2 separate regions of the Hordeum vulgare genome follow, and region 2 is linked to region 1. Evidence: chromatin contacts called from public Hi-C data. All regions are on one chromosome and are shown on one strand. Each heading gives the region's core, a stretch centred on a gene start, on an enhancer-like site or on the middle of the called end of the contact. The rest is flanking DNA. Distances are from core to core; before and after follow the strand shown.

Region 1 (6,915 bases), core at 1,928-4,427:
TTTAAAATTATATATAATACATTCTTCCAAAAATTGAATCTACCACTAATCATCGATATTGAAATATATAATTTTATTTTTGAACTTATATATTTTTACATGGCCCATGGATACTACTTGATTGGAGTTTAAATCATAAATTTCAAATGGTGCAACCTAGTTGTTTTAGGTCAAAGACGGAAGACTAGAGGAAAGTAAAAAACAAACAAAATCGCACGTCTTAACAAGTTATTTTGTGACATTTGATGACCTAAAAATATATATACATGTTCGTGTCTTCTTCCAGACACATCGCTGTCTATTTTAAGTGGAAGTAAATAAAATGGATAAATATCATTGTTCAAAATAAAAAGTTCTAGAATATACAGTAATCTATGAGGAATTTGACCCTTTTTTTTGCATTGTTTATTTATAAGTTTTTTAATGGAGACATACAATCAGCTGCTTGTCCCAAATTATATCATTCAATTCAAACTCCATTAAAGCATGTCTAGTCATTTTCTTGGTTTCATGTTTCTTCTTGGTTCAATATCAAATTCGCATAAACATGCACCTCTCCCCTTACTCACTCAAAACATTGGACCATGTATCAGTATATAATCTAATATGGAGTCTGAAATGCCACAAGCCTCTATTTGCTTTAAAATAATAATTATGGCATGCATTACATAACTTGGATATATGCCACAAGCCCTGGTTGATTCAAAAAATAAAACATCCGATATTGGATTATATAACTTTGGCATATGATACTATCTATACTCATGTTGGAACATCGAACTATTTTTTTACGATAGTTAACCACTCATGAGTAGTTTTAGGTTTTATTTTGTTCTTTTGCATATTTTAAGTGACTATTGACAAATAATTGCTTCTGACTCCGTACCACTTAATTTTTGCTTCATATCTATTTCCGACACTATCTACCCAACATATAACTTTCAAGGATCTTTCGGTTTTCCTTTGTCCATGATTCTTAGATCCAGAATTTAAGAGTTTGATTATCAGGAACTTCGCATGAAAAAAAATCATGTTAATTGTATACCCTTCAACTTAGAGCATCTCCAGCCGCCACCCGCAGGCCCCCGCAGGCGTCCTTTTTATTGCTGGCGCAAAACAAATCGACCAGTCGCGCCCCCAGGAGTCCCAATTTCGTCGGTTACGACCGAAATTGATGCCGGCAAACGCAGTCCGAATCCAACGCGCTGGCGATGATTGGATGCGCCGGGGGAAAGGAATTTGGCGCGAAAACAAACAATGCCAGATACCTCCCGTGTGGACCCGTCGAGTCAGCGACTGTACGTCGCCGAGAGCCTGCGGCATCCTCGTCACCTTGGCTCCCGCATCGGCTGGGTTTTCAAGGTCTAGCCCGAGCCGGAGGAGACGCCGCTCTGTCGGCACAACTGTGGCAACAACCTCGTCATAAATGACGGCCACCGCGACCTTTCCCTTCCCACGGCCACCTTCGCATGGTCAAGCCGAAGAAGGAGCCGGCGATGCCCGTGGTGAAGCAGGGGCACATGGAGATGGCCGCCGACCTCGACGCAGGCCTCTCCTGGTCACGCGACGATTATGTCAAGGAGGAGATGGAGCGTCAGCACCGCGCTCTGTAGGAAATCGCCGAGCGGCACTGCGAACACAACGAGGGCGGTGTTAGCGTCCTCTCCGATAGCGACGAGGAGGTGGCTGCGCTGAGCAAGCCCCTCCGCAACGGCGATCCAGGACAACGCTGCAGCAAGGACGGCAGCCTCAAGGACTAGACACCGAGCGACGACTACACCGTCTTGTACAACCTCATCGGCACGAACTACACTCGCGGCGATGACGTAGTTTTTTTAATTTGTATAAATATGAATAAAACCGTTTATATTTCGTCCAAAAGTGAGTATAAATATGAATAAAGCCGCTTATATGCCAAACGGATGGAGGCATCATGAAGACCAAAACTACTTTTGGATTCCATAAAGAAATGCTACGACTTTTGGATAGTCGAATCCATCTTGAGAGACCAAATATTTAAAAATAGAAACAGAAATGCCTTGTCTATAAGTTCAGAGATCTACACCATAATTTAGCTACAAAATAATTGAAAGAGCACTACGTTCTCAAGAATACAGTTGATCTTGTCTCTGTCCCGATATCTTACATGGTTTCCACGATGACGTGCCGTAGCGCGCGGCTCGACGCCTCGACGTCCCGGCGCGCCACGAACGGGTGAGCGAGGAGCTGCGGCACCGTGGCGCGCCTCCGGGGATCCTTCTGCACACACGCGGCCACGAACCCGCGTAGCTCCGCCGACGCCGCCGCGCTCCCCGGCACCGACGGTGGTTCCCCGTAGCAGATGGCCTCCTTGAGCATCTTCCATGACGGCGTCCGTTCGGCGGGCAGGACAGGGCGGTGGCCCAAGAAGAGCTCCAGGACGGTGACGCCGAGGCTCCACACGTCGGCGGCGCACGCCCCGCGCGAGCCGGCCTGGGCGTTGGGCGCGAACCGCTCGGGGCTCATGTACGCGGTGGTGCCGACGGCGATGGAGACCCGGGGAGGGCGCCGCTGGCCGTCGCGGCAGAAGATCCGCGAGACGCCGAAGTCGGCGATCTTGACGTCCCCGCGGGCGCCGGCGAGCAGGTTGTCGGGCTTGAGGTCGAGGTGCGCGACGCCGCGCGCGTGGAGGTGGGCCAGCCCGAGGGCGCACCGCGCGGCCACCTCGGCGACCGCGGGCTCCGGGAGGCCGGCCCGGCGGCGGCGACGGAGGACGTCGTGGAGCGAGCCGGCGTCCATGAGCTCGAGGAGGCACGCGGGCTCGCCGGCGGCGCCCCGGAGGACGGCGTGGCAGCGCACCACGTACGGCGACGGCGGGCCGGCGACGCACGCGCGGCGGAGCACCTCGTCCTGCTCCCTCCCCGCGTCGGTGTCGTCTGGGTAGTGCGCCACCTTGAGCGCGAGCGCGGGGCCGGCGGCGGTGCCGCGGAGGCGCACCTTGGTGACGACGCCGCTCGCGCCCTCCCCGAGGTCGGCCAGCCACTCCAGGTCGGACAGCTTGAGCCGGCGCCCCTGTTCCTCCTCTTTGTCCGTGTCGGCGGCGGCGGGAGGCGGCACGACGGCGTGAGGCGCGGAGGGGTCCGGGCGGCGGAACATGAGGTGGGGCGCGCACGGGGGCATCGTGCCGCCGGGCGCCATGCGGATGCGGAAGCAAGCGGTTGTGGCAGGCGCGCGTGCCGTTCTTGGTCCAGGGGCGGCTGGCTGGCAGGCAAAGACAGCAGTCCACCTGTTAGCGGCTGCCAGCGGTGGATCCGACGTTGGAAACCGACTTGGAGTAGAGACCGCTCGACCAAGGAAGGAAGGAAAGGAAAGGATCAAACCGAAACCGTGGTCGTCACAGCAGTCGCGTTTCTGACGCTACTTTTTCAGTTCCTTCTTTTTACTCGGCTCCGCTGCGCTCCACGGTCGTGCTCTGTAGCGTGCGCTTTTCCCAGGCTGTGCTGCGAGTGAACGCTGCATGCATGACCGACCTGTACACAGCACATGATCCAGCTAGTACCATGTCACGTGGAAAACGCCCCCCCCCCCCCCCCCCTTTTTCTATTTAAGGTACTAGCAGTGGGGATCCTATAACTTGCACACAATGTGATGGTTTGATTCTAAAACTAGCAAAGTGCACCTATTGTGGAGTTTTAGTCCACAGCCAATCACAGCGCGTCAAGTGGACAGAGTGGGACAGGGTCGGTCTTTTGCACACAGCCCCTTGCGTTTGTCACTTATTAATATAGCTGCACACAGTTTCAAAATGCACCTGAATTAATTAAGCTTCAATCTTCTGGCGCATGCATGCATGCATGCACGTATCTCTCATCGATGTCCTTGGCGGCGAGCTCTTCTCGCTCGTCGACTCCGACGGCCGCATGATGGAGGACCTCGCGCGGCATTACTTCTGCCAGCTCGTCTCCGCCGTCCGGTACTGGCACTCCCGCGGCGTCTACCACCGCGACATCAAGCCGGAGAATTTGCTGCTCGACGGCGAGGGCAAGCTTAAGGTCGCCGACTTCGGGCTCGGCGCCGTCGCGGACGGGAGCCTCCACTACACCCTCTGCGGCACCCCTGCCTACGTTGCGCCGGAGATCCTCTCGAAACAGGGGCACCACCCGGCCAAGGTCGACATCTGGTCCTGCGGCGTGGTGCTCTTCGTGCTCGCCGCCGGCTACCTCCCATTCAACGACACCAGCCTCATCAACATGTACCGCAAGATCTACGCCGGCAGGTTCCGGTGCCTGAACTGGTTCTCGCCGGCGCTGCGCCACCTGCTACGCCGCATCCTCGACCCCAACCCGGCCACGCGCATTGACACGGACGGCATCATGGAGCACCCGTGGTTCTGCCATGGCGCGGGCGGCGACGACGAGCTGGAGAAGCTGATGCACGGCCACGAGGAGGAGGCATGGTTCAAGATGGAGTTCAAAACTAATTGGAACTGAAATGAAATTAATCAATAATCTGCTGAATTACGATGGTATCTAAATATGCATAACAAGTCTCTATATACATGGGCTGCTATAATCATTTTACACAAAGAAATGAACACAACATGGAAATAACTTTCTGCTACAAATTTCATAGCCCGAATGACCCAACTTATAATGCAGATAATACAACACCAGTCCAAATTCCAAATGGATAGATATATAGGATATAAAGCATCATCGACTAAGATGTTTTTGCACCACAAATAACTCACTCAACACGAAGTAAGTGAAACAACATTTGTATAGAAGGCAACCCAAAAAGATGTAACTGATGAGTGATGCTACTACCTCATCACCCCACATGGATGCAACATAACTGAATACTTGCCGAACTTAAGATTCAAAAATTTCTTGCTTGATTTGAACATGTAAACTCTTGCATTGTCTTCTCATATCAAAGTTGCGATACTTATTTTGGATCGGAGGGCGTAGTAAAAAGATTAAAAAAAAGGTTTATATGTTTTTTTAATTATTTACTTTAGATTAGCTTGTGCCCGTATACGGATTACCGCTGATACACCAATTACCATGGTTTCTAATATGGATAGCAGGCCTGTATACACACACATGGAATGATATAATGATTTCAGACAAAAATTGAACACAACATTGAAACAAGTTTCGTCTACAAATTTTGCAGCTCAAATGACCCACAGCTTGTAATGCAGGCAATACAACACCAGTCCAAATTCCAAATGCATAGATATATAGGATATAAATCATCATTGACTTTGATGTCTTTGCACCACAGATAACGCACTGAGATGCAACAAGTGAAACAACACTCTGTAGTAGAAGACAGACCAAAAAAGATGTAATTGATGTGTGATGCTACGACTTCACCACTCCACATGAACATGGATGCAACACAATTGACTATTTGTCCTGCTACAGGTTACCATCACCTAATAAGATTCAAAAAATTCCTTGCTTGATTTGAAGAACATGTGAACTCTTCCATTGCCTTCTCAATTCTCCTATCCAAAATAACCTGTGAAGAAGAAGAAAAACAGCATCGGCATTGAGTAACACAAGAAGAGGAAGTGCCACAATGTCATATGATTCAGACAAGAAGCAGACCACATTGCCTGTCAGTGATGAGCAGAAGAAGAAACCTGCAAAACTACTGAAGGGCTTCGAGTGCGAGGAGGTCGAGGAGGTCCATCCTATCAGCTTGATCGAGCAGGTGATCCATGTCATTGGCGTTCATGGGGCTCTGCGGAGACTCGGCCTGCTGCGCGGAGGCGACCGACAGCGAGTAGGCGAGGCGGAAGCTGACGAGGTTGGGGCTGAGGGCGCCGATCTTGGCCGTGCCCGCGAACGCCGCCGCGGCGTCCAGGCTGCTCTCGAAGACTACCACGGCGACGGAGAAGCCCTCGGCCCTGGCCTCCACCACGGGCCCGAACCGGCTGAAGATGTCGACGAGGTCGCTCGCCGGAGGGACGACGGTCGGGCCGGTGAAGTTGAGCAGCAGACCCGTCAGTCGTGCCTGCTCGTCCTTGTTGTTGAGGCCGACGCTCTGTGGGGGCTTCGCCGGAGGAGCGGCCGTGGTGGCGGCGACGTCATGCGGCGGCTGCGCGGTATGATCGGCAGCGGCAGTGGTGTCTGCAACGTCGTGCGGCTGCGCGGCATGATCGGCGGCAGCAGCAGCGCTTGAGCCCCTTGTCACGGCACCAGCATTCGCCGGAGGAGTGCCGAGATCGGCTCTGCGGGTCACCGGCGATAGCGACATCCGCCGTGCGGCCCTGCGCATGAGCTTCCCCATCTTTGTGGTCGTCTTGTGCGACAGGGGCTGTGGAGCTGGCTCGTAGTTCTCTAGCGAGTGTGAGGCCACCGGGGGTAAGTAAGCAGAGAGGAGGGTCTTTAATTAATTCAGGTGCTAATGCAAATGGCCGACAGGTGTTCACTAATAAGTGACAAATGGAAGGGACACTTTGCAAAACCACCAACACTGCCCCCACTCTGTCCACTTGGCGCGCTGTGATTGGCTGTGGACTAAAACTGCACAAGAGGAGCAAGTTCTAGGATGAAATAGGTGCACTTTGCTAGTTTTAGGATCAAACCATCACATTGTGTGCAAGTTCTAGGATCCCCAGTGCTATTACCTCTTTCTATTTCTTGGTCTGCATTTATTTCTGCCCAAAAGTAATAACGTGTCTAATTTTTATTTTTATTTTTACTAAAAAATCATGAATTTGTGACGGAGTATTTGATTAGGGGGTGTGCCGAAGAAGGACAAATCATCGCGCCCGTGCGTCGATTTTCAAGGACGTTAAGAAGGCTTGCCCCGCGAACCCATTTTCTCTACCTCGGATTGACTTGAGGCTGCAGGTGGGCACGGGCTCTCCGCGGCACCCACTTCTCAAGCCCACTAATTTCTGTACGTGGACACCCACAG
Region 2 (6,845 bases), core at 2,789-5,288, 220 kb before region 1:
CTTAAGCGACGCCTAAGCGGCTAAAACGGGCGCTTAAGCACCTAAAGCGGGCAAGTATCTAAAGTGCTGCTAGGCGACGCTTTAGCGTCTGAAGCAGGGTGCTTTATAAACAGAGATACCAGTTCAAGCCGAAAGCTATTTTAGCTGATTTATTCCAAGCATTATGGATGTTTACATATATTTAATTGATTTTAGGACATGCCCTGTGCGACACATTATGAGCTCCACTGTATTTTGCCTTAAAGCTTGTTTGTTTTTGGCTGTTTCAGTGAGGTGCCTGGTCACCTAACTTATGTTCAGCATCATAAAAAATGTAGTGCATTTACTGCCTGTAAATGGCATCAAGAGATCTCCAGTCCCGTACTAGTTTGAAAGTCCTACATGTTTCTGCAAATTCATTTGTATCTTAAAAGCCTGAAGAAGCTGAAGCAATAGCTTGGAATAGTTTCATAACTTACTTTTGATAAAAAGATGTTTTGCGCGTACATGTTTCTATCATGACACCAGGTCACCTCAAACATTCATGATCTATAGTTTCATGTTTCATTTATAACCATTCACTATGGTCTTGTATGTTTTACAACTTGAGGTACGGTACAGATGCGAGAGCATGAACTCTAGTCTTTGTGTGTGTGTGTGTGTTTTAATTTGTTTTGGCCAATAGTTTGGCCTACAGGCGTTTGTATGGCAGTCACTCATGCTATTGTCACTGCACTAATGGTACTGCTATTACAGGCCTCACTGGAATCTATTCGGAATTCCCTGGCAGAGGAGTTGGTAAAACTGACGGAACAAGTAAATCCTTGCGAACCAACTACGTTATTATCTCATTATCTATATTGATGCTAACTGATCTTTGTATGCAGTGTGAAAAGTTGCGGAGTGAAGCTGCTGCTCTGCCTGGCCTAAAGGCTGAACTGGAAGCACTGAAACAAAGACACTTTCAAGCTCTGGAACTTATGGGGGAACGTGATGAAGAGGTATGGCTGCCAAGTAGCACATCATGACTTACCACACATCATTACTCCCTCTGTTAATGACCTTATCACAAGATATGAGAATCATTGCTTGTTTCCAAAATCTGTCATTATGTTTAGTCTCTGGTCACATGGGAAAATTAAGTCATCTTACAACTTGACCTATGGTTAAGGCCCTCCCCTACTTAGAATTGACCCGTGACTAAGGTTGACAATGAAGCAGTGTTTGTCGTCTGAGTCAGTTAATAAGCACACATAGATAAATTACCAGTACTAGTCTCCTATTAGAAATTGACTTGTGGTTAATTTTAAAATTTGACCTATGGTTACTGTTGACAATGTACTCCATCCGTTTTATTTACTCCGCATATTAGCTTTGACCTAAGTCAAACTTTATAAAGTTTTGACCAAGTTTATCAAAAACAGTATAAACTTTCACAATAAAGAATATATATGGTATGAAAATATATTGAATGGTGATTCAAATCATATTGATTTGGTATTGTGGATGTTAATATTTTTTGTATAAACTTGGTCGAAGTTTAAAAAGTTTGACTCGAGACAAAGCTAATATGCGAAGTAAATAAAAACGGAGGGAGTATTATTGTTTGATTTGACTCAATCTGCCCAATTTCAAAGCCGGCCCAGTTTGGCCGCCTTGCTAGTGTATTGTCTTGTAAACCCTTACCTGCTATTTCATGCGCACTGATTATGGGGCTGTTTTGCAGTTGGAAGAGTTACGGAATGATATTGTTGACCTAAAGGACATGTACAGAGAACAAGTGGATCTTCTTGTTAGCCAGGTTTGAATCATATCAGTTCCTTCCCTTTCTACATACCTAATTAACTCTTCTGGTTGCCTAAAACATCAATTTTTTTGTCTGTTCCTTTTACCAGCTCCAGACATTGGGCGCCCGTGTATAGTGCAATTGACCCAACAAGATAACAGTTTTGAAGGCCCGAACATGTTCCGTCAGAGTTGAAAAAAGCAAAACCCGCGGCGAGTGTGGGAAGTTGATAGTCATACGAGGAAGATATATCTTTATTGATTTTGTGTACATCGTGAAGGATCTTTGTTGTCGGTCTCGGTAGCATAGCCAGTGTGTTGTACACTAGACTGGATAGCTCCACAGCTCTACATTCATTGATGACTTGCATGCAAAGTTTTTCGTTCACAGAAGAGAAGTGTGTCATCGTCTCAGCTAATAAATACTACTCCCTCCGTTTCTAAATACAAGTCTTTTTAAAGATTTCATTTATACTCCCTTCGTTCCTTTATATAAGGTGTATTATTTTCGGTACGGTGACCAATTTACCTAATTATAGACATATTAAGACTAAATTACCCTTGGAAAATTTGTTAGTGGAATGTGAATCAATTAGTCCAAAAAAGTATGAGATAGTTTCCTTCTTTTGGTATAAGGAGAGATACACACAGAAAAGAGATACTTCCCTTTTTTAGGAGGGCGGAAGGAGTAGTTTTATAGTGAATCTATATCAACGCATGGGCCCGCCTGATTCAATTCACATTTGGAACATCAACACGCCCTAATGTCGCCCATGACCAAACACACGTTGGCGTGTTTTGTATAATTTTCTTCCACAGATCATAAAAAAATAATCTATGGTCACGATTTTTTCCCATTAACTCTTGACATACACTCCTTGCTGTCTAAGAACGAAAACATTACTCCCTCCGTTCTTAAATATAAATCTTTTTAGGTATTTTATTAGAGGACTATACTTTAAAATACATCCGTATGTTGTTCTCTATTAAAACCTTTACAAAGACTTATACTCCCTCCGTTTTTAAATATAAGTCTTTGTAGAGGTTCCACTAGCATAGACATATTTTAGAATGTAGATTCATTCATTTTGTTTCGTATGTAGTTTTTTAGTATTTTTTTTTAAAAGACTTATATTTAGAAACGGAGCGAGTATTTTACATTCGGTATATTTTCGGCAGCTGATATACGTCTCATGCTAATCGCTATCAGCAGTCAGTAGCATGAGATTTTCTTCTTGTAGCCCCCGCGCGACGCGAGCACGCCGGCCCAGCCCCGGAGGGCCACGGACGCGCGCACCACGGCGCCGAGCGCGACGCACAAGGCGACCGCGCCAGCCAGCCTCAGCTCCGCCGCGGCCGCGTCGAGGGCGCGCGCGGCGAGGGCCGAGAGCCTGCACGCGTCCGACGCGGCGAGCGCGGCCACCGCGAGCAGCGCACCGGCGAGCAGCAGCAGCAGGGAGAGGGCGGCGGCGGCGAGGAGCGCGCCGGAGAGCAGGCCGCCGCAGAGGATCCCCGCGAGGAGGAGGCCAAGGTGGTGCTCCAGTGCCGTCGCCGCGTGCGTGGACATGTCCATGGCCATGTGCTGGGCTGGCAGGGGAAGATGGCGGCGGGGAGGCAAATGCCGGCCGCGCAGAGGAGACCGACCGGCGAGAGGAGGAAGAAGGGAAGCTTGTCACGCGCGATCAGTTTTCATTATTCCTTTTGCCCTGCTGTGCACGTCTGGTATAAGTATATGGTATGGATGCTTGACGAGCTACGTACGTGCACGTTTCGGCGAGGGGCAAGCCAAGGATCGATCGATAGCGGATGACAAGTGCTCCCAGAATATTTATACATTTTTGGAGTCCCGTGTGTTTTCTTAAACACAATACAGGACGGAGCGCACACCCTATTTTTACGAGCACATGCGAGAAATTAAGTCCGCGTATCATCTTACAATTTATAAATTCCTTTCATAATATGTCGTATCGTTGAAAATTTTAAAATAAATTCAGAAATAAATGCGAGCATCGGGATTTGGTTCCTGATGGATCAGAGATAACCTTAGCCTAAGAAAGTTTAAAATTCCACGTGTGGCAGACGTTCAATTTCAAATTTTTTTTAGAAGAATGTTTTTTTTTTTGAGACGAAAAAGAATGTTCAATTTCGTGAGCCCGTTCCACGGTTGGGCCAGAAACTGTCGCATTCAGCCCATCAAACGCTGGAACGAACCCAGAGCAAAACCCTCGTCGTCGTCAACTACTCACTCCTCCCCCCTCCCCAAAACCCTAGCCCCCACTCCCGCCCACCCCCGCCCCCGCCATGAACTACCGCTTCCAGAACCTTCTAGGCGCGCCGTACCGCGGCGGCGACGCCGTCTTCGCGGGGGACTCCTCCGTGCTCCTCTCGGCGGTGGGGAACCGCGTGGCGACCACCGACCTCGCCGCCTCCTCCTCGCTCACCCTCCCCTTCGAGTCCTCCGCCAACATCGCCCGCCTCGCCACCTCCCCCTCGGGCGACTTCCTCCTCGCCTGCGACGACAAGGGCCGCGCGCTCTACGCCAACCTCCGCCGCCGCGCCGTCCTCCACCGCGTCTCCTTCAAGGCCGCCCCCTCCGCCGTCCGCTTCAGCCCCGACGGCCAGCTCATCGCCGTCGCCGTCGGCAAGCTCGTCCAGATCTGGCGCTCCCCCTCCTTCCGCAGGGAGTTCTTCCCCTTCCACCTCCTCCGCGTCTTCCCCGGCTTCGCCGCCGGGGTCACCTCCTTCGACTGGTCCCCCGACTCCGCCTCCCTCCTCGTCGCCTGCAAGGACCTCACTGCCCGCCTCCTGCCCGTCAAGCGGGGCACCGGTAACAAGCCCTTCCTCTTCCTCGGCCACCGTGCGGCTGTCGTTGGCGCCTTCTTCGCCACCGATAAGAAGTCGGGCAGAGTCCACGGGGTCTACACGGTTTCAAAGGACGGAGCTATCTTTACATGGAATTTGGTGGAGGGCAATGATGCCGCATCTCCTCCACCTTCACCCGGGACACCAGAGCAGGATGGTGAGCCGGAATTGGATGCTGGGAGCAGCAGGAAGAGGAAGAGCTTGGAAGAGCCCAGCACCACTCCGCTTCATTTGGCAAAGTGGGAGCTGCAGAAAAAGAACTTCTTCATGCAGGCGCCTGCTAAGCTAACAGCCTGTGATTACCACCGGGATCTTGACATGGTGGTGGTTGGGTTTTCTAACGGGGTGTTTGGGCTGTACCAGATGCCCGACTTTGTGTGCCACTGCCAGCTCTCAATATCAAGGGAGAAGATCACCACAGCTATTTTCAACAGCTTGGGGAATTGGTTAGTTTTTGGGTGCGCCAAACTTGGCCAACTGCTGGTGTGGGAGTGGCGGTCAGAGAGCTACATTTTGAAGCAGCAGGGTCACTACTTCGATGTCAACTGCATTGCATACTCACCAGATTCTCAGTTAATTGCTACTGGAGCTGATGATAACAAAGTCAAGGTATGTTGGAACTAGTGGTGCCATTTGCAATCTCTGTTATATCCTTTTTCTGCTTGGCCGGCTGTGCTCTTAAAGTAGGCCAAGATACTTGATGAAATGCTATTGAGATGATGAAGTAATTGATATTTTTTCTAGTACCTCTTTGAATTGAAAACCAGAAATTATAACTATCACAACTTTTTCCTATGTCTAAGACCATATTGTTTTAACAGTTAAGTATATCATTATCCTGCATTGAGTTTGATACACGTGACTTGCTTGCTGCAGGTCTGGACGGCTGCCTCTGGGTTCTGTTTCATAACATTTTCCGAGCATACAAATGCTGTTACTGCAGTTCATTTTATGGCCAATAACCATTCTCTTCTCAGTGCCTCCCTTGATGGGACTATTCGAGCATGGGATCTGTTCCGTTATCGTAACTTCAAGACATTTACGACCCCTTCACCTAGACAATTTGTTTCTTTAACGGCAGATCAGAGCGGGGAAGTAATTTGTGCTGGAACACTTGATTCATTTGAGGTGTGTGTATACACTCAACATTTTTCTGGCAGTCCTTTTGCTGCCTATATGCTCTAATTCTAGTTCCTTGATAACCACAATGTTATTCATGCAGATTTATGTTTGGTCAATGAAGACTGGTCGTTTGTTGGATGTGCTCAGTGGCCACCAAGGACCAGTTCATGGTCTAATGTTTTCACCAATCAGTGTAAGTCCATGCTTTGCTGTATTTTGGTTCCTATTCCTGGTAGTTAAAAGTACAATTTTTTTTGAAACAAATTGACTAAGGAAATTGTGCTGAATCTGCTCTATTAGTGGTTCTATGTATTTTGTAAATCCACAGAAAGAGTAACTAGCTTATGTTTTGTAGGCTATTTTGGCTTCATCATCATGGGACAAGACCGTTCGTCTTTGGGATGTATTTGAGAGCAAGGGTGCTGTGGAAACGTTTCAGCACTCACATGATGTTCTTACCTTGGCTTATCGTCCTGACGGAAGGCAGATTGCATGCAGCACACTAGATGGCCTAATCAATTTCTGGGATCCCTTTGATGGCTTGTTGATGTATACAATTGAAGGCCGCAGGGATATTTCTGGCGGGCGGCTCATGACTGATAGAAGATCTGCAGCTAATACGAGTATAGGAAAGTACTTCACGACGCTGTGCTATTCTGCTGATGGAAGCTATATTTTAGCAGGAGGAAACAGCAAATATATATGCATGTATGATATTGGAGAACAGGTCAGGAAATCTCTTGTGATAAAACAATTTTGTAGCATACCCACATTTCTCATCTCTTTTCCTTTTACTATCTTAGAGGCGCCTCCCATCTTATATATGCTCATTCTTTACAATCTATAGTTATCATGCCATACTGTCATGTACTCGTGTCAATTACTGTAGTTTGGTAAAAACTTTGTCTATTATTAGTTTGTACCCAATGTTTGCTTGACTTGGTGACCAGAATTATTTTCCTGGTAGCCTCACGAACCTAAACTAAAAAGATACTATTAATAGCTAACCACATCTGAATGTTGCCCCTCGTGTCGTGATAACAGCTAAGATGCATATGGTTAGGTGGCCTTTGACATTATCTTCAGTGATTGACATA

Evidence for each region. A called contact is a pair of places that touch in the nucleus more often than the background predicts.
Region 2: a contact with region 1 is called in a Hi-C map of seedling, with 2.2 times the contacts expected there. The contact joins the promoter of LOC123450046 here to the promoter of LOC123402089 in region 1. A contact is called at or near these places in 2 of 6 Hi-C or Micro-C datasets (leaf and seedling) and 1 of 1 datasets of contacts at active chromatin or transcription factors (embryo).

The regions. Positions count from the first base shown.
Region 1 is chr1H:498,015,589-498,022,503 of MorexV3_pseudomolecules_assembly, reverse strand. LOC123402089 (mitogen-activated protein kinase kinase 9-like) reads right to left here and starts at 3,177. Exons shown (of 1, transcript XM_045095963.1): 1 at 2,113-3,177. The coding sequence starts at 3,177. The coding sequence ends at 2,143.
Region 2 is chr1H:498,236,304-498,243,148 of MorexV3_pseudomolecules_assembly, reverse strand. It overlaps LOC123450046 (periodic tryptophan protein 2), which reads left to right and starts at 4,038. Exons shown (of 8, transcript XM_045127447.1): 1 at 4,038-5,235; 2 at 5,503-5,754; 3 at 5,849-5,941; 4 at 6,104-6,475. The coding sequence starts at 4,066. LOC123450055 (golgin candidate 5-like) reads left to right here. Exons shown (of 19, transcript XM_045127456.1): 16 at 736-795; 17 at 867-980; 18 at 1,706-1,780; 19 at 1,875-2,209. The coding sequence ends at 1,901.